Linked DNA regions of Mus musculus: region 1 is linked to region 2. Evidence: chromatin contacts called from public Hi-C data. All regions are on one chromosome and are shown on one strand. The core of a region is the stretch at or near the end of the contact, and the rest is flanking DNA. Distances in the headings are between cores, read along the strand shown.

What was found. A called contact is a pair of places that touch in the nucleus more often than the background predicts.
Region 1: a contact with region 2 is called in a Hi-C map of myeloid progenitors, with 2.1 times the contacts expected there. The contact joins two enhancer-like sites. A contact is called at or near these places in 2 of 484 Hi-C or Micro-C datasets (Th1 cells and myeloid progenitors), 1 of 115 datasets of contacts at active chromatin or transcription factors (CD8 T cells) and 1 of 9 other capture datasets (bone marrow-derived macrophages).

What each region holds. Positions count from the first base shown.
Region 1 is chr15:5,537,973-5,542,655 of GRCm38.p6, reverse strand. It overlaps 5430437J10Rik (RIKEN cDNA 5430437J10 gene), which reads right to left. Exons shown (of 5, transcript NR_045274.2): 2 at 2,931-3,031. Among named protein-coding and RNA genes, the nearest start is that of 5430437J10Rik, 44 kb to the right of the region's middle. Within about 2 kb of position 2,910, at least 93 of the 459 cell types and tissues checked have an H3K27ac peak or open chromatin away from gene starts, as enhancers often do. A contact at or near this core is called in Th1 cells, bone marrow-derived macrophages and myeloid progenitors, where this site is marked.
Region 2 is chr15:5,442,921-5,448,040 of GRCm38.p6, reverse strand. It overlaps the pseudogene Gm46496. Among named protein-coding and RNA genes, the nearest start is that of 5430437J10Rik, 51 kb to the left of the region's middle. Within about 2 kb of position 1,425, at least 126 of the 459 cell types and tissues checked have an H3K27ac peak or open chromatin away from gene starts, as enhancers often do. A contact at or near this core is called in Th1 cells, bone marrow-derived macrophages and myeloid progenitors, where this site is marked.

The sequences.
Region 1 (4,683 bases), core at 1,661-4,160, 93 kb before region 2:
GTATTTTGTTGGTGATGTTTGCATCTATATTTCCTCAGTTTTTCATCTCCAGGATTGCCTTCGTTTGTGAGCATTTTAATTTCTTTTTCTCATTTTCAAATCTTGAACAGTTTTATTATTGCCATTACGTGTTTTATTGTATTTTCCTCTATTTCTTTATATGTATTCATTTCCTCTTTAAGAACCTCGACTTAGTTGATTGTACTTTTCTATATTTCTTTAAGAGATTTATTCATTTTGTCTTTAAAGGCCTCTATTGTCTTCATAAGATTAGATTTAAGGACATTTTCCTGCGGTTCAGATGTTTTAGGCTATCCAGGTCTTACTATGGTAGAATTGCTGGGAACTGGTGGTACCATATTGCCCTGACCTTGGTTGATTGTGTTTTTACCCTGGCCTTTAGCCATCTGGTTGTTCCTAGTGTTGGCAGGCCCGGTAGTCCTATATGGCAGCAGGCCTCTAGGGCTGCATGCAGTTTGAGTTGGTAGTCTCTGATGGCAGCAGACCTCTGGGATTGCAGATAGAGCTTGTTGCCCCCAGTGGCAGCAGGCTTACAGAGATTCAAGCAGAGCTGGTAGTCCCGTATGGCCAGGTAGAATGCAGGCAGAGCTGTGGCCTGAGTTTAGAGGGGACAGAACAGAGCTCACTGCAGCAGAGTTGGCCTGGGGAGGGCAGCAGGCAGGGAGTTAGGATAGGGTCTCACCTGGCTGTGGCCCTCTGGCATTGCGGGTAGAGGTGAGAACCAGAAGATAGAGCACAGAGGGGACAGGGAAGACTTCGTGGCTGCTGGGCTTGCCAGAGGAACCAGCTAGTAGGAACTTGAGGGTTGAAGATCACACCTAGTTGTCCCAGATGGCCACAGGCCTCCAGGGATATAGGCAAGCTGTAGTCCAGAAATGGAGAGCAGAGGGGGCAAGGCAGAACTCACTGCGGCTGGGTTTTCCCAGAGGGAAATTGTAGGGAAACAAGTAGGGAATTGGAGTAGAGGTCTCACCTGGTGGTCTCTGATGGCTGCAGTTCTCTGGGATTTCTAGTAGAGGTGTGGACCCCAAATTGCTTTTGGTCCTTTTATTTTTCATGGCAATAAAAATCAATCTAATAAAAATAAGCTTCCTATATCTAAAGCTACACTTTTGTGAAAACTTTTTGATTACTATAGTTTTGTTAGGCTGTTTGTATCACTGATTATAAATGTCACATTTTAAAAGGGAGGAGCTCTCAACTACACATACCATAAAGCAAAGCTCCCTCCCAGGATTAAGAAATAGCTGAATGGAATCTCAAACCAGACTCAAAAACTCTACAAACAGGAAAAAATTCAAGCTGAACTGCTATATAATCTAATCAAATAGATCTATAAAATATTAATACTTATGAAATACTGCTTTAGTAAATACCCAGATACTTGTACAGGTTAGGGCAGGATGGAGTGTTGGTTGATTTAGACTTCTCTGTGTGCAGGGATGATGAGTGGGAAATGTTAGATCATTTCAGACGCAACTTTACTTAAATGTTGACTGAAGGAGGGTGAACAGATGTCTGCAGGCTTACCTGCGGCTCCCTGCTACACAGACTGGACAGACAGGGTTTATGAAGCGATCCAGATGCTGGTGCTTGCCATTTTCCCAAAGCGACTGGAAGTCAGTTAGAGTTATCCCTACAAAGGCCACAGGCTACAAACCAGAGGACATTTTACACAGCAAAATATGGAACCAAAAGATTTACAAAAGACTCAAATGCAATCTTATCTTAAGAAATGATATCACCGTCTTCAAATATGTTCATGGAGTTCTCTCCATTTTATTCTCAGACTTACTGTAGGTCAGCTTCAATGCAAAACTTCGCCTTCCCAAGTTACTGCTTTAACAGGAAATTATGAGAATTCATTATTAATTATAAATATCTTGATATCTTCAGAATAAGTAATTATACCTACTGTAATAAAAGGAAACTAAACAAAACATTTTTTTAATCTGATCAAAAATGGTCTGCATTTAAAGGTTGCTGCCCCAATATTTAACCATCTAACCTTAATTCCTGTAGTGTTCCATATAGTAATGGAGTATACTGACCACCACAAGTTGTCCTCTAAAATATGGAACTCTCTCTCTCTCTCTCTCTCTCTCTCACACACACACACACACACACACACACACACACACATATATATATATATATATATACATATATATATATATATATATATATATACACACACACACATATATATATATACACATATGCCCCAGTAGTACAGGGGAATGCCAGGGCCAAGAAGCGAGGAGGGGGGCGGGTAATAGGGGACTTTCAGGATAGCATTTGAAATGTAAATGAAGAAAATACCTAATTAAAAAATGAAAAAATTTTTTTCAATAAAGGAAATATTTCAAGTAAGTGAGTCTGTTCACTAAATCCCAGAGAGCTAGAAAGATATATTTATATACAGAGAAAAAATTCAGCTAAATTTCACAATATTTACATAAGTTATCCTGACTATTTTATTCCATGATGAAAAGATGTGACACTTTTAGACGAAAGATGATTGTGGTGCAGTATTGCATGACACTATTCCTGAGGAAATGTTAACACATATGGACTCACCTCAAATAAGAAGTAATGACAGATCAAAGTAAGGATACCACCAAAGTCCAATTTGATGAACCAATGAGCTTAATGGAATTACTTACAGGAGTATGGGTGAAGGGTTGCATGGAGATGGAGAAAACTCATAGATAGCTGTATCAATAAAATGTTCACTCTAGCATGTGTAAACTCACCCAAGCTCAAAAATGCTAGAAAGCTGGAGGAGGGGAAGGCTCAACACATTTGATTTCAGAGAGTAATGAGTCAGCTCTGTTGGTATGAGACTCTACTAGACAGCTAACCTTGTGTAACAGTGTCTGTCAGAAGTTAACTATTGGTTGACTCACCTAGCCTGTGACCTGCTTTTCAGCAGCCTGGGGTGAAGGCAGCACTTCTTATGGAGTATCCTGAACATAGTCTTGAGTGGGCTGTGAGATGCTCACAAAGTCTGGGAAAGACAAAACAATCACATCATTGAAGAAGTCCCCCAAAGCTCCCAAGAGTCTGCCTCTTACATTGTCTTCATCTCTAAGTCAGTTATATAACCAAGTGCCTCGTGCGCCACTTCCTCATTGCTCAATGGGAAGAACGCCTGGCCACTGTGCGTTCAGATTACCATAGAGATGAATGAGGTAATGCACAGAGAGAGCACAATTTCAAAGTATTTCCTTTACCATATTTTTTTTCTGCTAAGCACTAACATTATTTGAAATTTTAGCCTTTGTTTCAATGTAGATCTATTTCCCCTGTGTTCTCCTTGTAACTAATATGTCAACCATCCTACTTGTGGTGAACACTGTTCCTTTAGTTTGTTTTTTAAATCTCTGCTGCAGAAACAACATCCTTGCTTGTTGTACAGTACCCATCATTAGAGCTGCCCCATCACTGCTCAACACTAAATACCAAAATAGGGAAAAGAAAGGCTCTTTAGCGTCATTCTACAGTTACCTAAGGAAACAGAAGAAAAGCGTTTCCCTGTATGCATGTCTTAAAGCATGGTTTCCAGACCAAATGTAATAAAAGCATAGTGGTTTGTCTTCTGAGTGCAAAAGATCCCTCCAGGCAACTTTTACCTGAAGTTTCATAAGCAAACTATATTTTCACTGTTCTTTGAGAATATTCAGAGTAATGCCTGGCTCCCAAGCCTGCCATATTTATTGAGTGAGTCAGAGCATATTAACAAATGCTGTCACAACATTCCAAACCTCCGTCCTGATAGGTTTTATTGATTAAGCAGTCATTTTCATCAAAAGCATAGACAAACCTCAAGTGTGCTTAGGGATTTATATTAGCTTACTCTCAAGGAAAATTGCTAGAGAGAAACTGTGTTGGCAGAGGCTAATTGGCTGCTTTTAACTTGAGTGATGTGCGGACGTTTGAATGTTGTAGGTACAGAGCCTAATTACAACTTACCTTGCCTATGCTTGGCTCCCTAAAGAGCTGTCTGTGTACCAGATCTAATATCCTGTGACAAGGAGCTAAATGCTTTTGGGGATACATTATCTTAACAGAACCATACTCCACACCAATCAAGAGGCTACGGCTGTTGCTCTGAGGAAGCACCTGAGGCCTGTGGCTGAGACCTCACTCTGGGCACTTTTATCTGCCTCTCTCATGTTCCCATCCATGGAGTTGAAAAAGGTCTTGATTTTACGATTTTTGTTTTGTTACTGTAAACCTTCAGGAAGCTATTTGTATATTGAAACATAATTTAGGGTAATCTAAGCCTGTGTTCCCAGGACATGGTCACACATATTTGGTTCCAGAATAAACTATCTTATTTGAGATGAGAATGTTTTTACATCAATTCCTAAAGCCACTCCTTTAGATAAAGAGGGGGGAATAATCTTAAAATTTGCACACTCCTATAAAACAAAGTGGAAAATTCCATCTTACGCTATTTGATATTTATTTATTTATCTATCTATTTATTTATTTATTTTGCTTTTTGTGTTTCCAAAGGAAAAAGAGTCCCATGAGCAAACGGATAGCGAACAATGTCTCATAATGTGAAGCTCAACTCACTTCTAGCTTTCTTCTTACGGCCACCTGCCTCTGAGAGAGACCACCAAATCACACCTTGCCATGTATCTACACTCA
Region 2 (5,120 bases), core at 176-2,675:
AAACAGAGCCTCTATTTACAGCAAATGGAGTCTATCACAAAAAACCCACAGCTGAACACAATACAGCGACAGATCATGAGGAGCCCAGCCTCAATGGATACACTTATATCACAGCTCTTATATCTATGGCTTGGCTCAGGGCATATCCTGGAAGAAAGGGTAAAAAGATTGTCTGATCCAGAACACCAGGAAGTTGGCTGTGAAACAGTCTCTCCTAGAAATGGCTGAATAAACAAGACTGGAACAATTTCATTATCAATAGATCTGGTGACATGAAAGTGGGTAAAATGTCATGGGACCCACCCACAGGCAACTAATAACAGCCAGAGGAGAATTAGCCTCTCCTGGATATAAGTCCCCTTGTTGGTTACTCAATGAATACGGGTCCATATATACACAAACAACCAAAAAAGACCCAGAAAGTTGATTATATATTTGTGGATACTTATGCACGTGCACACACACACACACACACACACACACACACACACACATATGTATATATGAAACAGTAATAATCAAAGAAATAGAGGCTAGCAATGTAAGCATGGGAAGGTCATAGGAGGGATTGGAGGAAAAAATATCTGGGAAGGGGCTGGAGGGAGGAAAGGGGTAGTGGGAAAGGGATGTAATTCTCTTTTAACTAAAAATATATTAATAAAATAGGAGTAAATGAACTTTCATCATTAATGTAGATTGAAGTAATTTATTTTCCTGTCACCTAAATGAGGCTCTCACCCAACATCTTCTCATTCTCATACAGAAGGCCCACACACACACACACACACACACACACACACACACACACACACACGGCTGAAGATTAGTACATTCTTTTGAGAACTACAGGACAAGTTCAAAATGGATATTGTAGCTCCTCAGCTGATCATGTGAAAAATCCCTGTAACAGGGCCTGTCATGCATGACATCATCTGGGTCATAGGTTCTGGTGGGAAAGGTCACTTTAAAGGTCCCTTCTCTTTTAGCTCATTCTAATAATGAAAGCCACCAATGACAGCTAAATGTCATCAACTTTCCAAGGTTCAGACCTGCACCCAGGAACAGGGAATCCAGACCTCCTGACTTGTAGGTTATGATACAGCATCGCCAGGCTGTGACATGTTTGCAGCTCTCACTTCTGCCCTGACACCTCTGCAATGCTACAGGGGGTTTCCTACATCTCCCCTCCTCGTGCTTTTCTGAACTCACCCAGATTTTATTTACATATGCTTCACTAATCCTCAGTGGCCCCAGGCAGTAATTATATTAAACCCCCAAAAACGAATAAAATAGTTAATATAAAACTATAACATTGCTGTCAAAAGGAAGACGATAATTGTGACATGGGCTCCAGGGAAATGGAGAAGTGGTCAAGTCACTTTGCTATTTTTACCTGCCTCTAATTATAGAAGGAACTGTATGTGTTTAATCAAATGTGCAATCACACAGACAGTGACTCAGAGCTCTGAGAAGAGTCAAACCACGTTGACAGCAACTATGCTCAAAAGATCCTAATCTTTCACTTCTGCTATTACTTTATTCATCTTCCGGGTGTTAATAAATCAACATTGGCCTGGAGGTTCTCGTCTGTAAGGTGAAGGACTTGGACAACAGGATCTCTAGTTTCCTTTCCAGGGAAAAGTCTATGCTTTTGAGGGATTACAGAAAAGGAAACAAGGATACAGTGTAAAGTTGAAGAGTTACACAGAAGAAAACAGGAACCAGGAAGTAAAAATTTATAGTCTCCAGACATCCAGGCACCTTCCCCGACAGAGGAGGGCTCTGCTGCAGAGCACCTGGGGGGAGCCATCTTGGGTCCCAGATCCCTCAAAGACTAGTCTGCCCAGGCGAGAGTGCGGACTACAGAAGCTACACAGCTTCTACAACAGGCAGAAGCAACACAGCTTCTGGAACAGAGCCCATTTCGGGCTCCAGACATCCCGGCACCTTCCCTGACAGAGGAGAGGTATCTGCCCTGCCCAGGAGGGCTCTACAACAGAGCACCTGGGAGAGCAATATTGGGTACCAGATCCCTCAGAGACTAGTCTGCTCAGGTGAGAGAACACACTACAGAAGGTATACAGATTCTGGGACAGGCCCTGTTTCAGGACTTCATCTTAAGCCAGGAGGGAGGTCCAAACACAAGATATCTGTGCACCTTCCCTGAAAAAGGAGAACTTGCCTACAGAGAGTACTCTGACCACTGAAACTCAGGAGAGAGCTACACTACCAGATCTGCTCACAGAGGCTAACAGAATCACAGGAGGAGCAAGCTCCAATCAGAGACAACTATAACAACTAACTCCAGAAATTACCAGAGGGCGAAAGGCAAACATAAGAATCTTACTAACAGAAACCAAGACCACTCACCATCATCAGAACCCAGCACTCCCACCTCAGCCAGTCCTAGATACCCAACACACCCAAAATGCAAGACTCGGTTTTAAAATCATATCTCTTGATGCTGGTAGAGGACATCAAGAAGGACTTTAATAACTCACTTAAAGAAATACAGGAGAACACTGCTAAAGAGGTAGAATCCCTTAAAGAAATACAGGAAAACACAACCAAACAGGTGATGGAATAGGACAAAACCATACAAGACCTAAAAGGGAAACTAAACACAATAAAGAAAACCAAAAGTGAGACAGTGGTGGAGATAGAAACCCTAGGAAAGATATCTGGAACCATACATGTGAGAATCAGCAACAGAATACAAGAGATGGAAGAGAGAATCTCACATGCAGAAGATTCCATAGAGAACACCGGCACAACAGTCAAAGAAAATGCAAAATGCTAAAAGATCCTAACTCAAAACATCCAGGAAATTCTGAACACAATGAGAAGAGCAAACCTATGGATAATAGGAGTAAATGAGAATGAAGATTTTTCAATTTAAAAGGCCAGCAAATATCTTCAACAAAATTATAGAAGAAAACTTCACAAACCTAAAGAAAGAGATGCCCATGAACATACAAGAAGCCTACAGAAGTCCAAATAGACTGGACCAGAAAAGAAATTCCTCCCAACACATAATAATCAGAACAACAAATGCATGAAATAAAGATAGAATATTAAAAGCAGTAAGGGGAAAATGTCAAGTAACATATAAAGGCAGGCCTATTAGAATTACACTAGGTTTCTCACCAGAGCCTATGAAAGCCAGAAGATCCTGTACAGATGATATGCAGACCCTAAGAGAACACAAATGCCAGCCCAGGCTACTATACCAAGAAAAACTCTCAATTACCATAGATGGAGAAACCAAAGTATTCCATGATAAAACAAAATCCAAACAAAATCTTTTCATGAATTCAGCCCTTCAAAGGATAATAAAGGGAAAACACCAACACAAGGACAGAAACTACACCCTCATAAAAGCAAGAAAGTAATCCATCAAGAAACCTAAAAGAAGACAGCCACAAGAACAGAATCCCAACTTTAACAACAAAAATAACAGGAAGCAACAATTACTTTTCTTTAATTTCTTGTAACATCAATGGACTCAATTCCCCAATAAAAAGACATAGACTAATAGACTGGTTACAGAAACAGGACCCAACATTTTGTTGCTTACAGGAAACCCATCACAGGGAATAGGACAGACACTACCTCAGAGTTAAAGGCTGGAAAACAATTTTCCAAGCAAATGGTCTGAAGGAACAAGCTGGAGTAGCCATTCTAGTATTGAATAAAATTGACCTCCAACACAAAGTTATCAAAAAAAGAAAAGGAGGGGTACTTCATACTCATCAAAGGGAAAATCTACCAAGATGAACTCTCAATTCTGAATATCTATGCTCCAAATACAAGGGCAGCCACATTCATTAAAGAAACTATACTAAAGCTCAAAGCACACATTGCACCTCACACAATAATAGTGGGAGACTTCAACACACCACTTTCATCAATGGACAGATCATGGAAACAGAAACTAAACAGGGATACAGTGAAACTAACAAAAGTTATGAAACAAATGGATCTAACAGATATCTACAGAACATTTTATCCTAAAACAAAAGGATATACCTTCTTCTCAGCACCTCATGGTACCTTCTCCAAAATTGACCACATAATTAGTCACAAAACAAGCCTCAACAGAAACAAAAATGTTGAAATTGTCCCATTCATCCTATCAGATCACCATGGACTAAGGCTGATCTTCAATAACAAAATAAATAATAGAAAGCCAACATTCACGTGGAAAATGAACAACACTCTTCTCAATGATACCTTGGTCAAAGAAGGAATAAAGAAAGAAATTAAAGACTTTTTAGAGTGTAATAAAATGAAGCCACAGCATACCCAACCTTATGGGACTCAATGAAGGCAGTCCTAAGAGAAAAACTCATAGCCCTGGGTGCCTCCAAAAAGAAACTAGAGAGACCATACACTAGCAGCCTGACAGCAAACCTAGAAGCTCTAGAACTAAAGGAAGCAAATTCACCCAAGAGGAGTAGATGGGAGAAAATAATCAAACTCAGGGCTGAAAGCAACCAAGTGGAAACAAAAAGAACTATTCAAAGAATCAACCAAAGGAGGAGCTGGTTCTTTGAGAAAATCAACAAGATAGATAAACCCTTAGCCAGAATAACTAGAGGGCACAGGGACAGTATCCTAATTAACAAAATCAAAAATGAAAAAGGAGAAATAACAACAGAACCTGAGGAAATCCAAAACATCATCAGATCCTACTACAAAAGGCTATACGCAACAAAACTAGAAAACCTGGATGAAATGGACAACTTCTTAGACAGTACCAGGTACCAAAGTTAAATCAGGATCAGATTAACATTCTAAACATTCCCATTTCCCCTAAAGAAATAGAAGCAGTTATCAATAGCCTCCCAACCAAAAAAGAGCCCAGGACCAGATGGTTTTAGTGCAGAGTTCTATCAGACCTTCAAAGAAGACCTAATTCCAACTCTTCTCAAAACATTCCACAAAATAGAAACAGAAGGTACCCTTCCCAATTCATTCTGTGAAGCCACAATTACTCTAATACCTAAACCACACAAAGATCCAACAAAGAAAGAGAACTTCAGACCAATTTTCCTTATGAATATTGATGCAAAAATACTCAATAACATCCTCACAAACTGAATGCAAGAACACATCAA